2 separate regions of the Sus scrofa genome follow, and region 1 is linked to region 2. Evidence: chromatin contacts called from public Hi-C data. All regions are on one chromosome and are shown on one strand. The core of a region is the stretch at or near the end of the contact, and the rest is flanking DNA. Distances in the headings are between cores, read along the strand shown.

What was found. A called contact is a pair of places that touch in the nucleus more often than the background predicts.
Region 1: a contact with region 2 is called in a Hi-C map of retroperitoneal adipose tissue, with 2.1 times the contacts expected there. The contact joins two enhancer-like sites. A contact is called at or near these places in 1 of 5 promoter capture datasets (fetal skeletal muscle) and 10 of 47 Hi-C or Micro-C datasets (adipose tissue, blood, embryonic fibroblasts and 6 more).

What each region holds. Positions count from the first base shown.
Region 1 is chr1:146,014,058-146,017,746 of Sscrofa11.1, reverse strand. No RefSeq gene overlaps it. Among named protein-coding and RNA genes, the nearest start is that of NFATC1, 13 kb to the right of the region's middle. Within about 2 kb of position 2,001, at least 8 of the 83 cell types and tissues checked have an H3K27ac peak or open chromatin away from gene starts, as enhancers often do. A contact at or near this core is called in adipose tissue and retroperitoneal adipose tissue, where this site is marked.
Region 2 is chr1:145,895,116-145,898,816 of Sscrofa11.1, reverse strand. No RefSeq gene overlaps it. Among named protein-coding and RNA genes, the nearest start is that of CTDP1, 85 kb to the right of the region's middle. Within about 2 kb of position 1,981, at least 30 of the 83 cell types and tissues checked have an H3K27ac peak or open chromatin away from gene starts, as enhancers often do. A contact at or near this core is called in adipose tissue and retroperitoneal adipose tissue, where this site is marked.

The sequences.
Region 1 (3,689 bases), core at 752-3,251, 120 kb before region 2:
CCCTGGAGGCCCCCGCAGCCTGGACTCCCACTCTCCAGTCACCCACCCACCCCACCCTGACACCCAGCACCTGGTCCTAAGGGTCTGCAGGATGAGCTGTCCTCAGAGCCTCTAGCCCGGGGCACCCATGTGAATCAGGAAACAGGGTCACCATGGTGGGGACAGGTGGACGGGCAGGTAGACAGCCAGCTGGTGTGCCTGGTGGACACTGCAGCCATTTCAGTGACACTGCCCCTTAGGCTGGTGGGTGAGCCACTGGGCTGCAGACCCCAGCCTCCTCCCCTGCTGCCCTGACCCCCAGGCCATTGTGGGCCCCATCACACTGCCTAGGAGGGGCCGCCAAGGCTGGCTCTGGCCCACCTGGCAGCTCTGTGCCCAGCTTGAGCAGAGATTGATCTGGAGGACACTTTCATGAGGACCAAGGGTGTGAGCTCAATGTGCTGATCACACAGCAACGATGAGGGGACGAGAGACAGAAACAGAGGGACAGGGACAGGCAGAGGGACAGAGAGACAGAGGGGATAGAGAGACAAGGAGACAGAGGGAGAGAGGGACAAGGAGATGGGGACACAGGGGAGGCAACCACAGAGCTCCTTCTGACCAGGACCAGAGAATCCTGCGCTGTTTCTTAGCTTCAGCCAGGCCCTGAGCCCCTGCAGGTGCCACACTGCCTTTTGCTCCCAGGCCCAGATGATTTGTTCTCGTCCTGTGCCGTGACAGGCACTGCATCTTCTCTGAAGTGGCTCCAGCTTTGAGCTGACCGCACCCCAGGAGCAGCAGCCTGGGGCCCCACCACCCCTCCCCGCTGCATCTGCACCCCTGAGGTTAGGCTGCTGGGGCCCTGAGAGGTCTCCTCCAGGGGTGAGTCCTTGCAACCTGAGGCTGGTACAGCAACACCTACAAGGCCAGCACCAGCCAGTGTCCCCAGAGCCAAACCCAGGACCATGCACAATCCTGAAATCCACTCCAGAAGGTGGGGTCTCAGGGGAAACCTGCACTGGTGCCCAAGGCAGGGAAGGTGGAAACAACTGAAGCCCCGCCCCTGGCTGAGCAGACGAATGTGGCTCATGTCCCCAAGGGAATGTGATTCAGCCTCGAAGAGGAAGGAAATAATGACACAAACCACAACCTGGATGAACCTTGGAGACGTGACGCTGAGTGAAATAAGCCTTTGCCAAGGGACAAAGCCTGTGACCCCACGAACAGCAGGGCCTGGACACAAAAGCAGGTTCACAGAGAATGGACGGGCGGGAGCTAGTGCTTCTTAGGGCCGGGTTTCCTTCTGGGCCATTGAGAAAACCCTGGAGACGGTGGTGTAATGGCTACACACGGGGCGAGTGTGCCTGACGCCGGGACATATACATGTAAAAACAGTTAAGATCGTCAATTTTGTTATGAGTATTGACACAATTTTCAAGAAGAAAAGCACAGTGTAGGTGCTCTTGCTGTCTGGGTGCCTGGGGCGGGGGTGTTGTAGGGGGAGTCCCGTGGGCTGTGCTGGCCATCTGGCCACAGCTCCCCCTGCCCGGAGCCCCCCTACCCTCCTCCCAGGGCCCCAGCAGCCCAGGCTCTTGGGTGCGGATTTGAAACAGCATCTTCCCTGAGGGTTCATGTCCATTTATGCTTTGGCGAGATGCCACTTCCTGTTTCCAAGAAGGAAAAAAGGCCAAGCGGGCTTGTAAAAAGCCGCCTTCTGCTTGGACATCAAACGATTCAACACAACATCTCGATGAGTTAAGTGTAAATGAATCAGAAGCACATGGATTAAATTTCCCTTGAAATACACTCTGGTTTAAAAATTAATGGAAAAAGTGCCTGGCAAAACTTGTTTAGAGCTTTATTGAACCAAAAACACTTTAAAAATAGTTTGGGAAGCTCAGCAGACCCAAGCCGTGGGTAGATTCCACCTTGCTGGCTGGGGCAGAGCCCTGTGCCATAGCCTGTGCCAGAGGGCTCCTGCGCCCAGCCCCTCAGGAAAACTGCCCCGTGTGTAAAATGAAAGTCAATTAGAAGAGAAAAAGGAAGTAAGAACAGCCTCCCTGTCTAAGGCTGGTGGTGAGAATGGCTTGCCTTGGGTTGCTGCTTAATTAAACAGATTTGGAGTTCCCGTCATGGCTCAGTGGTTAACGAATCCGACTAGGAACCATGAGGTTGCGAGTTTGATCCCTGGCCTCACTCAGTGGGTTAAGGGTCCGGCATTGCAGTGAGCTGTGGTATAGGTGCAGATGTGGCTCGGATCCTACATTGCTGTGGCTCTGGTGTAGGCTGGTGGCTACAGCTCCAACTGGACCCCTAGCCTGGGAACCTCCATATGCTGTGGGTGCGGCCCTAGAAAGACAAAAAGACAAAATAAATAAATAAATAAATAAACAGATTTGCTGCTAGAAGACTCTTATTACTGTTATTATTTTGCAAAAGGGAAGTATTGCAAGTCCACAGGGGCAAACCCCAAAACAAGAGATGGAACTTATTTTCCAAGGGCCAAGGTGGTGGTCAGAGAAGATGCTGTGATGGCCAAACAGAGGAACCCAAGGACCCCTCTCCTTTGCACACCCTCTGACCTCTCAGAACTAGAGCAGAGCGCAGGACAGGCTGACATGTGGGCCTGAAGCTAGCGGGTGGGCATGAGTGGGGGAGAATCAGGTAAATGCTGAGGACCCGGCCCAGTGCAGGCCATGCCTGCCTCCCTGTGGCTCCTTTTGTATCTGCCTCTGAGCCGGTCTTTTCTGTGTTTATCCTCCTGGCCGTGTTTAGCTGCTGTCCCCTCTACCTGCGATAGCCACCCGCCTCCATGTGATTGGGAAGTCTTGAGCTGTGGCAGACCCCACATCAAAATGGACTCAGAGAAAAAGGGAAATGTCCCTTCACCCACAAGAGACACTCAGAGGTGGGCTTTCAGGTGATCAAGGCCCACAAATCTGCCACTGGATGTGGCCTTCCTTCTCAGTCTCCATGGGCCTGGCTTCCCCGGGGTGCTACAGGCTTACCCCCCACAACCCCAGTGGCTGCAGAGGCACCAGGAGGAGTCCTCAGAAAGCAGGGTGGCCTGTGCCCCACATGGAGGGGTCCCTGGGCAAAGTCACCTACACTGGAGAAGAGGGGCCTGGAGGCAATTGTCCCAATGCATCAGAGTCGCTCCCACCAGGCTGTCAGTCAAGCTCCACAGCAGGTCTTTGGAGGGAGCACTGGGTGGGCATTTCATGGGCCACAGGCATTTGAGGGAAGGAGACAGGGTAATGTGACCCAGCCTGGTATCCTGGAAGGAAATAGACATTCCCTGCCATTTGTGTTGATTCCTTGGAGCTGACATAACTTAGTGCCACAAACAGGAGGCCTTAGACCAATAGAAACTCTCACTCACTGCTCTCTCAAGACACCAGCAGGGTTGGGCTCCCCCTGAAGGCTGGAAAGGGAAGGCCTCTCTGACTCTTCCTGCTGGTGGTACTGGCATCCTCAGTGTCCTTGGCTTGTAGCCCCAGCCCTCCCTCCATCATCTCCTCTTGTGAAGACAACAGCCACACTGTGTCAGGCCACCCTAATGATCTCCTCTTCACTGATCCCATCTGCAAAGACATATTTCCACAAAGGCCACATGGCTATCAGGGCTTAGGACCCCAACACCTCTTTTGGGCAGACACAATTCAACCCATGACAGTATGGCTCTGAAATAATTACATTTATTGAGCAAT
Region 2 (3,701 bases), core at 732-3,231:
TGAGCGAGTCCTGTTCACAGAGAAGGGTGCCTCTGGGGCCACAGGGCAGAGCCTGAACGAGTGCCTCTGGGGAGGTGACCCTCCGCCCCTTGATGGAGGTCAAAGGGCGGCCGGTGGCTTTGCTCACCTGACATCCAGTCGGTCAGACCAGCCAGCTGGTGTCCTGCTTGGGTCCTCTCACTCCCTCCACACCGGCCCTCCTCTGCCCAAGCCTCACTGGGTCAAGGTTCTACCAGCTTCAGCCTCGGCCCCTCTCTAACCTTCCCTCCTTCTCGGCACCCAGACAGAAGAGACTGACCCTTTCTTTGGTAACAAGACTCTGCACCTGTGGAGCAAAAGAAAACCCTTCCCGCTTATGCAGCAGGTGATGGAACAGAAGCATGTTCTACCTTGTGGTCTTCCTTTAAAACCCTCATTTTACCAGAGGAAGTGGACTGCAGCACAGGATTATCTTGCAAATTCCAGAAGGAGGGTGGGCCCTGCTGGCTGCCTGAGGCAGGTCCACCCAGCCAGCCTGGGGCCTGAGCCCACCCAAGGGTCACTGCAAGCGCCCGGTTTTTAGAGGGGGATGGGGGTTCCGTGCTTGAGCACTGGCTCTTCTGGGCTAGAAAGTACAGGGACATCCTTGAAACTTCTGGTCACTCAGCTGGATGCTCTCGCTCTAGGGTTAGAAGCCAACCTGGCCCCCACTGCCTGGGGCTCAGCACAACAGCTGAACACTCCCTCTTGCTTTTGTTCTGAATCCTTTTGCGCTGTGCCCTGGAAGGTGTGGTCTGTGGTCACCAGGCCCCATGCAGGTCTGCCTGCCCTCGTCCAGAGACATGTCAGCCACAAAAGAGTCCAGAAGCCTGCCTGACCGGCCACCCAGGGAAAGTCCCGCCCGAGGGCTCGCTGACCGTGGGAAGGATAGGTCTGCAGAGGGTGGCTTCCGCCTCGGCTGCTTGAGCCCCACGGCTGAGGCCGCAAAGACCCCAAACTGACTCTACAGGAAAAGCTGATCAATAGCAGGTAACCATGTTTCCCTGGTCAGTCCCCGTGGGGTACCGCCGCCCCCCGCAGAGCCCCCAGCACACCCCCGTGGCAGACCACGAGTGTCGAGGAGGCGCTGGGTCTCAACCAGGAGGAAGGGCTTCTCTGGCGCCAGCTCGGAGGAGCTGGACTGGGCGTTGCATCTGGAAGCCCTCTGCGCGTGCGTGGGTCCAGGCAGGCGGCGCTGCGTCTGTCACCGGAGGGGGGAGAGCGGTGAGCAAGGGGGGCCGTGCGGGGCGCAGGGGCCCTGCTTCCCCAGGGCTGGCGGAGGAGCTGCTTTCACGGGATTAACAGCAACACCTGGGGAGTGGAGGGAGCAAGAGGCATGGAAATTCACCGTAATTTTGCCAAAGGCCCTTTAGACTTTTGTCTCGTGACTTTAACATCAGGCCAAGGAAGTGCTGGGCCTCCCTCCGACATTTGTTGGGGCCGAGTTTCAACAGTCACACCTCGGGAGCAACCTTTAGCGGATGAGACTAGCGCCACGTGGGGCGTCGGCTCCGTGACTCAGGGGCATGGGCACCGCCCACTGAATCACCCTGTCCAGCCCTGGGAAACCCTCTTCTTCCAAGCCGACTTGGCCCGACCCATCTTCCCACGGAGACGCAGAAGCACACAGGTGCTGACTGCCTTGACTTTGGCTTCCGCGGTGAGGGCCCTGTGTCTGTTCAGACAGTCCTCCGTTATTGATTGCTGAATGAGTGCATGGATGAACAAGCTAGTAAGGGGATGGCGGCTGTGAAAAGCTGCCGTGACTGATTTGGAAGAAAGCAGGGCTGGGAGAGAGGCCCTGCTCCAGCCCCTTCCTCCGGGGGGGCGTGGCCTGTGCCGCGTGACCACGTTTTCCTGTTAACTGCGGTAAAGTTTCATGCCTGTTTCAAGTGAGGGTTGACACCCTGAACCCTGTGGCAAGTCTCCGGCGTAAACAAGAACACACTTAGGGCTTATAGCCCCAGCCTCCTCCTGTCCCTTCTGTTCCTTCAGGTGCCCTGTGGCCTCCCAGTGCTGTCCTCACTCTGTCAAACCATTCAGACAGTGTGGAGCACAGTGGCTGGCAGCTTCCCAAGGCCTGCTGCTCCCAAGAACAGCTGGGTTTCCACCGCATGCTACCTACCCCCTCCTCCTCTGTACCCACGGCAGACATCACTAATTGATCCCAGCATCCTTTCCCATTGAGCCCAGACAATCGTGAACCTGGCGCTGTAGGAACCACTGCCAGTCAATCACGTTAAGACACATGAGGTGAGGCCTCTGCCTTTCTGCCTTCCGCTAAAGGCTGGAAGATGCTGATGGTGGAATTTCAAGCCTCAGGGTTGAACATCCTACCGTCCTCACCTCCTTGAAAACGATGGCATCCGAGAGAGCTTACTTTGCCTTTGAGGACCCTGGGAAATTCCAGTTTCACTTTAATGTGTGGGTTGAAGTGGATGACTCTCCGGGTTACAATCCCTCCCCATACTTGAGTGTCTGGCACTGTGGCCTCCACACTTGGCGTGGAAAACAGAGGCCGTGAGCATGGCAGCGGCAGCCAAAAGCAGAGCAAGGCCGCTTCCCCACGTTTGCTCAGTAGTTTCATGTGTCTGACAGTTTGGCTTGAAAACCAAGGGGCTAGCCAAGTCCAAAGGCAGCGCAGGGTCCCGTTTAACTGCGAGTCCCTGACCGGCCAGGTGGACATTTCACCTTCATGGCCCTTTGGAAGGTGACGGGTTAACTTCAGAAGGCCGAGGCAGTCCCTGGACCAAGCCCACCCCTCTCTGAAAAGTTACTGCCCCAGGGCATCTAACTGAATCCTCTGTGAAATACTTTGAGGGACCCAGGAGTATTAAAACTGCTGTTTAAACCACACCTTGTTTATCTTCCTAAATGCTAAGTGGCGGGTGGAAAGCACGTTTCAGAACACTTGCTGTTCCTGCAAACACAGAGCCGTTTCTTGATTTATTCCCAGCTCCTGAATTGACAGTTCTTTTGAAGTTGCCAGGAGATGGGATCAGACGGGGGCTTCCACATTGGAGCCCTGCCACCCAGGGGCAAATGATGTCTGCTTGCCCTCCCCCTCCTCCCCCTTTTCCCCTTCTTTTTTGCTGCCAAAAGAGCTGCATTGTTTCCACTTGGTCCGAGGCTTGGGAGGCCTGGTGGCTGGAGAGAGAAGTGGGCAGAGGCCCAGAGGCCTGGACTGGGAGGCTCCTGTTGGCCTGAGATCTGGCCCAGCCCAGTCTCGGGTGTGTGCTGGGGGAGGGTGTGCTGCCTCCTTGAAGAACCTCCCCGCCTGGCTCAGGGAGTGGCCTTGGGGAGCCACGAGGTGGATCTGCAGGCAGAAGTGGGTTTCCGACCAACAGGGCCTGGCTCGGGATCTCCCTGGCCAGGGCAGCTCTGAGGCTTCCAGGGTGAGGCCTCCTCACCCCGAGGCAGCACTAATTGGGGGTAGGGGGAGGGTGGGGAGAAGCGCTGAGGGATGCTGACTGGCCAGCTCCCTGCGGGCCTGAGATGGGGCCTGGGAAGTCCCGCAGGCGGAGCTGACCAGGCATCCTCCACGCCTGTAGAGGATAATTCCCAACAATCTGGGTGCCCATGAGTGGTGACCGCCGGCAGCCAGCCATGAAAAGGGGTTGCCTGGCTCCCGAAGCCAAGAGGACACCTGGAGCAGGATGCTCAGAGACGCCAGATCCTGAAGG